Regions from separate parts of the Pan troglodytes genome. Here all the other regions are linked to region 2. Evidence: chromatin contacts called from public HiChIP or PLAC-seq data. All regions are on one chromosome and are shown on one strand. The core of a region is the stretch at or near the end of the contact, and the rest is flanking DNA. Distances in the headings are between cores, read along the strand shown.

Region 1 (2,700 bases), core at 93-2,592, 640 kb after region 2:
GATGACTGAAAGCTCTGCTTACTTTCTCACTCTTTCAGCCATGGCTTTAAAATCATCAAATACCTCATGGGAAAAGTGGTGGCTTTCTGAGCTGCCTATCTTTCCAGGATTTCAGTCATCCAAGTCCTTGCTGGGAGAGGAAATTTTTAACTTTTGTCAACTTTTCTATTTTTTCTTAGAATATTGAACACAAATAAACTAGTATATCAGTGCCAGAAGCAAAACTCCACTGAGACAGTCTGAGTAGAGCAGTGGCGTGATTTGGTTTCGATTTTTAAAAGATCACTCTCATTGCCTTGAAAATGAACTATGTGGCATTAGGGAGGAAGAAGGATGGAAGCAGGTGGTCCAGTTAGTAAACTATCACAATAATCCAGGTGGCTTATTAAGAGATAACGATGGCTCAGGCCATGGTGGTAAGGTGGAAATAGAGAGAAGTGATCAAACGCCGCATCTAGTTTGAAGGAAAAGACAAGAGGGTTTACTGACAAACTGGAGATGAGCATGGGAGAGGAATCAATGCTCATCCCAAGATTTTTGGCCTGAACAGCTAGAAGGAAGGAGATGAAGAAAACTGAGACGGGGAAAGCTGGGTAGGAGTGCATTCATGAAGACCAATCAGCAACTTACTTTTGTGTATGTTAAGTCTGAGATGCTAATTTGACATGTAAGTGGAGATGCCAAATGCATAGTCAAATACACCAGTCTGAAGTTCAGGGAATATTTGGAAGCTAGAGATACAAATTCTGTAGTCATGAGCATATAGATGGTAATTAAAGTCGTAAGACCGGATGAGAGGACCTCGAAAGTAAATATAGAGACGACTACAGACAATATAAAGTGTCTATTTCATAGGGCTGGTGTGCAGGGTTAATAATATTTATACAACTCTGCCTCCAGACCCCTCTCCCAGTGTACGGAGATCAGGATCTCATCACCCCTCCCCACCACGTGAAGTCCTGCTTACAGCTCAAATGCCTTTTATTAACCGAAGTGCCTCCAGACCCCTCCCCTCCTCACCACGTGAAGTCCCGCTTACAGCTCAAATGCCTTTTATTAACCGAAGGTCAGCTTTTGTGACTCTCAGACGCTCAACAGGTGCGCAACTCTGCTAACGCAGTAGGCTGTCCTGGCCAAAGGGTGGTGCTGTGAGTCGCCTCCAGCCTCCGGGCCGTCCCGAAAGCTGCACCTTCTCCCTCTGAGCTGCAGAGGGCGCGCGTGAGGCATCGGGCGCCCAGGACCCCGCGGGAGCTCAGCGAGGGGGCGGGCGGCCACGGAGTGAGGCTGGGGCGGGGTCGGGCGCGGGGCGGACGTGGGGAGGGTTTGGCCGGGGCCAGAAGCAGGGTGCAGGGCAGGCGCGGGGCGGTCACGGGGGCGGGGCCGGTCGCGGGGCGCGGGGCAGGCCCGAGCTACCGGTAGTCTGCCTGCCGCAGTCCGAGCGCCGCGCTGGGGAGAGCGGGTGTTTGAAGGCTCCGCGGACCGGCACTAGGAGCCGGGGGCGGGTCCGTGACCCTCCGGCTGCTCGGAGCGAACAGGCGGCCAGGAAAGAAGCGGGCCTGAACACCATGATCCCTTTGGAGAAGCCAGGCAGCGGCGGCTCCTCCCCAGGCGCCACCTCAGGCTCGGGCCGGGCAGGCCGGGGTCTGAGCGGGCCGTGCCGGCCGCCGCCGCCGCCCCAGGCCCGCGGGCTGCTGACAGAGATACGCGCCGTGGTGCGCACCGAGCCCTTCCAGGACGGCTACAGCCTGTGCCCGGGCCGGGAGCTGGGCAGGTGAGGACGGGCGGGGCCCGGCGCGGAACCTTCCCGGACGCGCGGGGCGGGACGCGGGCGCCGATAAGTGCCGGGGCCGCGGCGGCGAGGCTGAGGTGGCGTTGCTGCTGCCGATAACGCGCGTTGTGACTTGGCACAAACTTGGGTGCCGACGGCGAGTAGGGCAGCCGAGTCGCACCACCGCCCCCTCCACGCGCCGCGCCCAGCAAGCGAGTGGTGGTAACTCGATGGCGGTCCCGGAGGCGGCGGAGGCACGGACACTTTCCTCTCCTCAGCCCTTTCGTCCTCTGTGGCGTTTCGAATGGCTATTTAACGAGAGAAGGTGCGGACCGCGCTCTGCCTTTCACCCCGAGCAGCGGGTCTGAAAACCAGAGGTCTGTGGAGCCGACTTTGCATTTTTCCTTCAACTCTTGCGACTTTCTTGGTCTCCCTGTGTGGTTTTAATAAAATACAGTATCCGTTGTGACCGCTTCCTTTGCACCGGCGCTCTGTTACCTTGTGTCGCTCTTCTGCTGAATTCATTTTCGTTTTCTTGGTTGGTTTTCTGCCGTTTTAGTTCTAAAGCATTTAGGTCCCTTTGCTTCGAGTTTAGATTGGTTTCTTTCGTGGGCGCTTGGCCCTTTTCTCGCTCTTTTTACTTTGCTGGGAACCGATTCTTGCCTTCTCCCCCCACCCCACGCTAGCCCACCCTTTTTTTGTGGGAGTAGAGAGAGCTTACAACTTGGTCTCTAAAGTTGCAGGTGCAGGCTGTTGGGATGCTTTACATTTTGTATGCTGAAGAGGGGTGATCGAGTGATTTTTGTGGGGTTTGGCGACTCTTCCTTGAGAACAGTTTGAAGAAGTTGTTAAATACTCTGGCTTTGGGGGCAGACCTGAGTTCATATTCGTGCCCTTCTTGCTGTGTTTGCCTTTGGAGGGGTTAGACTCTC
Region 2 (2,700 bases), core at 40-2,539:
TCAGAAAAAAAACCCAGTTTGAATGTCAACTCAGCTACTCACCGATGACCTTAGACAAGTTGTTTAATTTGTACAAGCTGTGGTTAGTTCATCTGTAAGAAGCTGAGATAACATTCATTATAGCAGTGGAAAGAGATGGAGCAGGTTAAGGTTAAGTTGCACCTAACAAAGTACTCAACAAGTTAGATCCCGCCTGCCTTCAGTTGTCAGGAGTACATTTTAAGTAAACTGGGCATTACTGATCCTTAAGAAAATGGGTAAGTCAGAAAACTTCCCCAGTCAATTTTTAAAAGTCTTCGGCGATGGTTTTCTCACGTTGAGAGCCATGGTTCGCCCCAACTGTATTTTGGAAAGTAAACTTATTATTCTAATCCCCTTTTCTACAATAGAAAAGCCTACAATCTTGTTTAAAGTAAACATCACCCTCCCCGACGTTCCCCCCAGTCCACCAAAAAAAGACCAAAACTCAAACTTGCCTCGTTGTTAGGGGTTCACAAAAAAGTGATAGGGGCTTTCGGTTTTTCGTCCTTATGTTTCTAATTCGTGCATCGAAGAAACCGAAAGCGGGAGGTTTTGAAAGACACTAGTGCCAAATGGAGACCAAGACTCCGACTTAACTGTAAAGCTGAGAGTTTTCCAAGAAAAGGGAACCCCACATATTTGACCAAGATTCCAAGTTTCAGAAACCACCGCATCAGGTCTACTTGAGCCAGGAAAAAAATCCTGAGTTCGGAACGGGCCACCCAGAGATGGTTAAGCTGAAACTGCCTTCTTTTCTAGTCTCCAAAGTGAAAGCGAATCCTTGGCTATGTGCCTCACCGTCCCGCAGCCCCATGTTAACCCCGCAAAACCGCATCCCCCCGACCCTCCAGCAGCCTCCGACCAAGGAAGCTCCAGGAATCCCGAGCCGGCCTGGCAAATGACTTTGCAAAGCCGCATTTCCACCTCCATTCCCTACTGGACCCTCCAGAAGCACCAATGCCGACGTCAGGATGGGAAAAACTAAATCGACAGAGCACCAGCAACCTCGACTACGCTGAAGACCTCGAGGGCCCCTTCCATACCTGAATGTAGTCAGCGAAAAGCTGTACCCGCGCTCCGCCATCTTTACCCGAAGAGCCAAAGCACAGCCGCACACATGCGCACTGTGGCCGATTTACTTTCATTTCCCCGCCCCTCGCCTTTCCTTTACTCTCTATGATTGGAGGAGAGTCAGAGCTGCTCCAAGAGCATGCGGGGTGTTGTAGTTCTAAGAAGCGAGGCTTGCCCGATTCTGTGCCTGTGCGCATGCTGAAAGCAGGGGCGGGACCGGGGCGGTCTTCCAGCAGGGAAAATGGCGCCGGCCATGCTGGTCTTGGTGGTTTCGCCGTGGCCTGCGGCCCGGGGAGTGCTTCGAAACTACTGGGAGCGACTGCTGCGGAAGCTTCCGCAGAGCCGGCCGGGCTTTCCCAGTCCTCCGTGGGGTAGGTAAAGAAGGGCTGCGTGGGAGAGGGGGCTGATGACGGGACCTCGGGCAGCGTAGCAGACGCAGCTTACACAATTCGCCCTCAGCCCCGGGTCTGATCCGCGGCCTCATGTCGGGGACGTAGTTCGTGACATTCCCATATTAGCGAGAACAGAACGACTGTTTTTGCGCTCCCTCCACCGCAAAAAAAAAAAAAATCCTCTGCTTGTTCCATTCGTACACAGAATGTAACCCAAGCTTGTGTCAAAGATAAATCATAGCCAGCCAGTAAGTAAAGCGCTGAAAACAGATTTTATTCAGTAACTACTGCAGGTAAAGAGCTGAGCTCCATCCCAGTTTGTGCAGAGGTGACTTTGGGCGTTTTAAAGGGAGAATGAGCGAGGCGGGAGTGTAGGGGCTCTGTAGAGTCAGAGAAGTGTAGTATAGTGAAGTCAGTGCAAATGTGATTAGCCGGCTGTGTCTGCTAGCTCGCAGTTGTCTTAGGGAGGATTCTATCCTCCCGCAGAGACTGGGAGACAAAGGCCCTATCCTTCCTAATGGTTAGATTTCGAAGGAATGGCTCTCAGGGCCTTGAAAGAAAAGCTTCCGAGTTAGTTGCAAGGGATACGTATTTACAGTTATATGCCCTTTCCAGGAAATGCTCTAAGGGAGTTCGGGACCTACTATCGGGGTATGTTGGCCAAAATAAATAGGAAATTTTCCAGGCAGCGTTGAGCTTTCTCAGGCAGCCACTTTAAAGGGGGGGGCCGAGGTCATCCTAGGATACAGCCTTATGCTGCTAGAAACTATGCTAGAGTTTGGTCAAGTCTGTGGAGTTCAGGGATTTGTACAGAGTTGTCCTGAGAGGACAGTTCTGCAGGTCTCACTTGGCATCAAGGCTCACCACTCTCTGGATCTGTCTTTCCTTTCCAGCCCTGCCCTCACCTCCCCTCCCGCTTCCCCTCTCCCCCCTCCTCTTCCCTTCCCTTCCCTCCCTTCTTTCCTCCCTTCCTCCCTCCCTCCCGCGCAGTACATGTTTTCTGTGGTGTTTGAGCTGTGAGGAGATGAATTCTGTTTCCCATGTTTCACTTGGAATTAATTTTAATTGGAAGTATCTTGGATGTTGAAACTGTCATTGCTTTGGCATTTACATTCTACTCAATTTCTAAGCAGCCTGAAAGTGATAATATCCAGAAATATACCAAGAAAATATATGCCACTATATGCCAAGCAATGTGCCAAGCTTTCTACATGTA
Region 3 (2,700 bases), core at 34-2,533, 930 kb after region 2:
AAAGCATGAAAATGCAAATTAAAAAAAAAAAGATTCTAGACCATAAAAAGGACACCTTTTACAGTATGAGAGCTGAAACTAGGCAGAGCCTTGTCGACCTCAGCTCAGGACATGCACCTGGGGTGGCAGCTCTACCCACATCTCAGAGTGACCTTGAGAGTGCCCAGAGTGTTGATTTGGGGCTTACAAATAAATTTTAGTCAGTAGAAGAATCTGAAAATATGGAATTCATGAATAACGAGGGTTGTCTGTATATATTTACAGAGAAAAATTTGTGCTTTAGTGGAAAACTGCATTCCTTAGAGCACACTGTTCAGGGTTATCAGATTCTGCAACGGTTTCACTCCTTTCCTTGACTCTGAGCTATTTTACAGCTCTGTAAGTTACAGATAACTGACAGGAATGCAAAATAATTCTTGTCTGTAGACATGCAAATAATTTCTGTTCAGTGGAGGATCAATTGAGTCCCTGCCTGCCATGGAAAAAGTCAGTTTTGCATCCATCTTCAAATTTGTTTCAACATCCTGATCTATATATATCTCTGCTTTTTTATGTCTCCCTTGAGTTGGTTTCATAGATTTCTGACCCTAGCATTATTTCCTGAGTTAAAGAAAACCTGTGACACGTGTTCATTTTGTTTACATGACAGTCGGATTGAGTGCTCCTTTTGGAGGCCTGGGGTCCGCTCACCTGTGTGCAGCGACAGCCAGCCTTTACGGTGGGCGATGTAGTGCGGCGCGTGTGCCTCCTCGTAGGTCACCGCCTTGTCCCCCTTGCTTACGCGTACTCGGGCCGCCCGGTTCTAGGAGCAAAAGGGGCCGTGACTCCACGAGATCCCCGATCCAGACCCCTACCTCGCGCCATGTCCCCCCAGTCAGCTGGCACTGTTCCCCGGCCCCAATCCCCTGATCCCTAAGCCCCGACCCTAGCCCGGCCTCGGACCCCAGCGACACGCCCCCTTCAGCCCGCACGGCTTCCCCGGCCCCCGGCCCCCAGGCCCCCAGGCCCCCGCCCCGGCGGTGCTCACCTTGGCGCAGACCGGGGAGGTGTGCAGGGCGCGCCAAGCGCAAGGCAGCTCTCGGCTCCAGGACAGCACCTGTGGAGGGAGGGCGCGTGAGGCGGAAACTAGGGACCCCACCTCCGACTCGCAGGGACCTGCCGAGTCGCCCCACTCACCCGTGGCCCCAGCAACCCGCTGCACACGGAGGCCGCCATCTTGGGCCAAGCGGAGCGTGGGACGTACCACAGCGCGCTGAGGGGTGGGGACGACCGCGGACGAGACCAAGTCGGAGCTCGTACTCTGTACTCTGGCGGGGGCGGGGCAGGGCCTCTGCGGGGCGGGGCCGCGGCAGGGCCTCTGCGGGGCGGGGCCGCGGTATGCTGCCAGCTGTTACTCCCGCCTTCCCCGCAGCCCTGTGAATGCTCAGCCTTGTGAATGCTCATCCCGCCGCTGTTCGCTCTCCCGCGGTTGCTGCTTGCATAGGGTTTCAGATCCGGAAATTTGAGGATGCGAAACGTGAGATTTTCTCTTCGACAACCTCACGCTAGTACGGGTGATGGGTGTGCGGCCCACCGGAGCCCGCCCTGCCCAACGTGCATCCTCGGGGCTCGAAGAGGAGCCAAGCGTTTCCCCAGGTCCTAGTTATGCCTCCAAATAATATTCGTAGAAAAACAAAACAGAAAAACCCTCCAGACTTTTATCCACAAATAAAGAAGAAACATATTTTGGTTAAAACGTCACCCAATTCTTCAAGGATGACTTACGCAGTTATGCAAGAATGGGTTTGCCACATGTGACCACAGTGGTGACTGGCCCCTGAGGAAGGAAAAGTTTAAGTACGGGGAAGGGGCCGGAGGGCAAGGAGATTCGTGAGAATATCGCAGGGCCTGTAATGCTGAAACCAGCGCGTCGCCACTATTATTGGTATCCAGTAATTATTAATGTCAAACGGAAAAATAGCAACGCGGGATATTTTATTTTAGAAGTCACCACGGTCATGGAAAAAACACGGGCTCTGGAGTCAGACCCATGTATAACAATCTTCGTACAGTTAAGACTCAGTTCTATTATCTATAAAATGGGCCTTAATAATGGTACTACCTTATAAAGCTATTAGGATCAAGAGAATATTTAATCAATGATGGGTTGTGTTTGGTTGAGTGATGTGAAATTGCCAATATTTTGGCCGTTCTGGGTCTACATCATTCCCCTTAATGGTACAGTACTTGCATACTGCTGCGGTTTCCTGTCAGGGGGAGGACTGGATTATGATCCATGGGAAGGGGAAATGGAAGAACGGTGGAAATGAGTTGCCCATGACCACACTGAGAAGAGGGAAAGAGGGACCAAGACACAAGTCTCTTGACTTCAGTCCAGCCCATTTCCCATGACCAAGATTCCTCTGATTACATGAAGGTGGGTTCTCAAAAAACCCGTAATAAAAGGATAAGGTCTTCCATGTCCACTTCACCAGAAATGTTTTATTCTTACTTTTTAGAAACTGCGGCCCCCAACTGTTATGCATATTGAATAAAGGGACAGAACAGGGATGAGGTGCCCTCCAATGCATACTTTGCAAATGTAAGAACTTTCAACATTTCCTAAGAAATCCTTTTCAACTGACAATTATTTTTTAAAGTTTTCATAATGTTCAATAATTTTATAATTGTTAAGTTTCATTAATTTGCTCCAAGGTGGTG

What was found. HiChIP or PLAC-seq counts read pairs in DNA pulled down with a chosen protein or histone mark.
Region 1: an H3K4me3 HiChIP or PLAC-seq map of stem cell-derived excitatory neurons shows a contact between it and region 2, with 4 times the contacts expected there. The contact joins the promoter of STK17A here to the promoter of PSMA2 in region 2. A contact is called at or near these places in 1 of 7 Hi-C or Micro-C datasets (stem cell-derived neural progenitor cells) and 1 of 1 datasets of contacts at active chromatin or transcription factors (stem cell-derived excitatory neurons).
Region 3: a contact with region 2 is called in an H3K4me3 HiChIP or PLAC-seq map of stem cell-derived excitatory neurons, with 2.5 times the contacts expected there. The contact joins the promoter of MRPS24 here to the promoter of PSMA2 in region 2. A contact is called at or near these places in 1 of 7 Hi-C or Micro-C datasets (stem cell-derived neural progenitor cells) and 1 of 1 datasets of contacts at active chromatin or transcription factors (stem cell-derived excitatory neurons).

What each region holds. Positions count from the first base shown.
Region 1 is chr6:45,813,481-45,816,180 of NHGRI_mPanTro3-v2.0_pri, reverse strand. STK17A (serine/threonine kinase 17a) reads left to right here and starts at 1,342. Exons shown (of 9, transcript XR_001719209.3): 1 at 1,342-1,771.
Region 2 is chr6:46,457,887-46,460,586 of NHGRI_mPanTro3-v2.0_pri, reverse strand. PSMA2 (proteasome 20S subunit alpha 2) reads right to left here and starts at 1,289. Exons shown (of 8, transcript XM_528026.8): 1 at 1,065-1,289. The coding sequence starts at 1,105. MRPL32 (mitochondrial ribosomal protein L32) reads left to right here and starts at 1,330. Exons shown (of 3, transcript XM_528025.7): 1 at 1,330-1,463. The coding sequence starts at 1,334.
Region 3 is chr6:45,526,958-45,529,657 of NHGRI_mPanTro3-v2.0_pri, reverse strand. MRPS24 (mitochondrial ribosomal protein S24) reads right to left here and starts at 1,283. Exons shown (of 4, transcript XM_001135905.6): 1 at 1,177-1,283; 2 at 1,028-1,096; 3 at 691-802. The coding sequence starts at 1,215.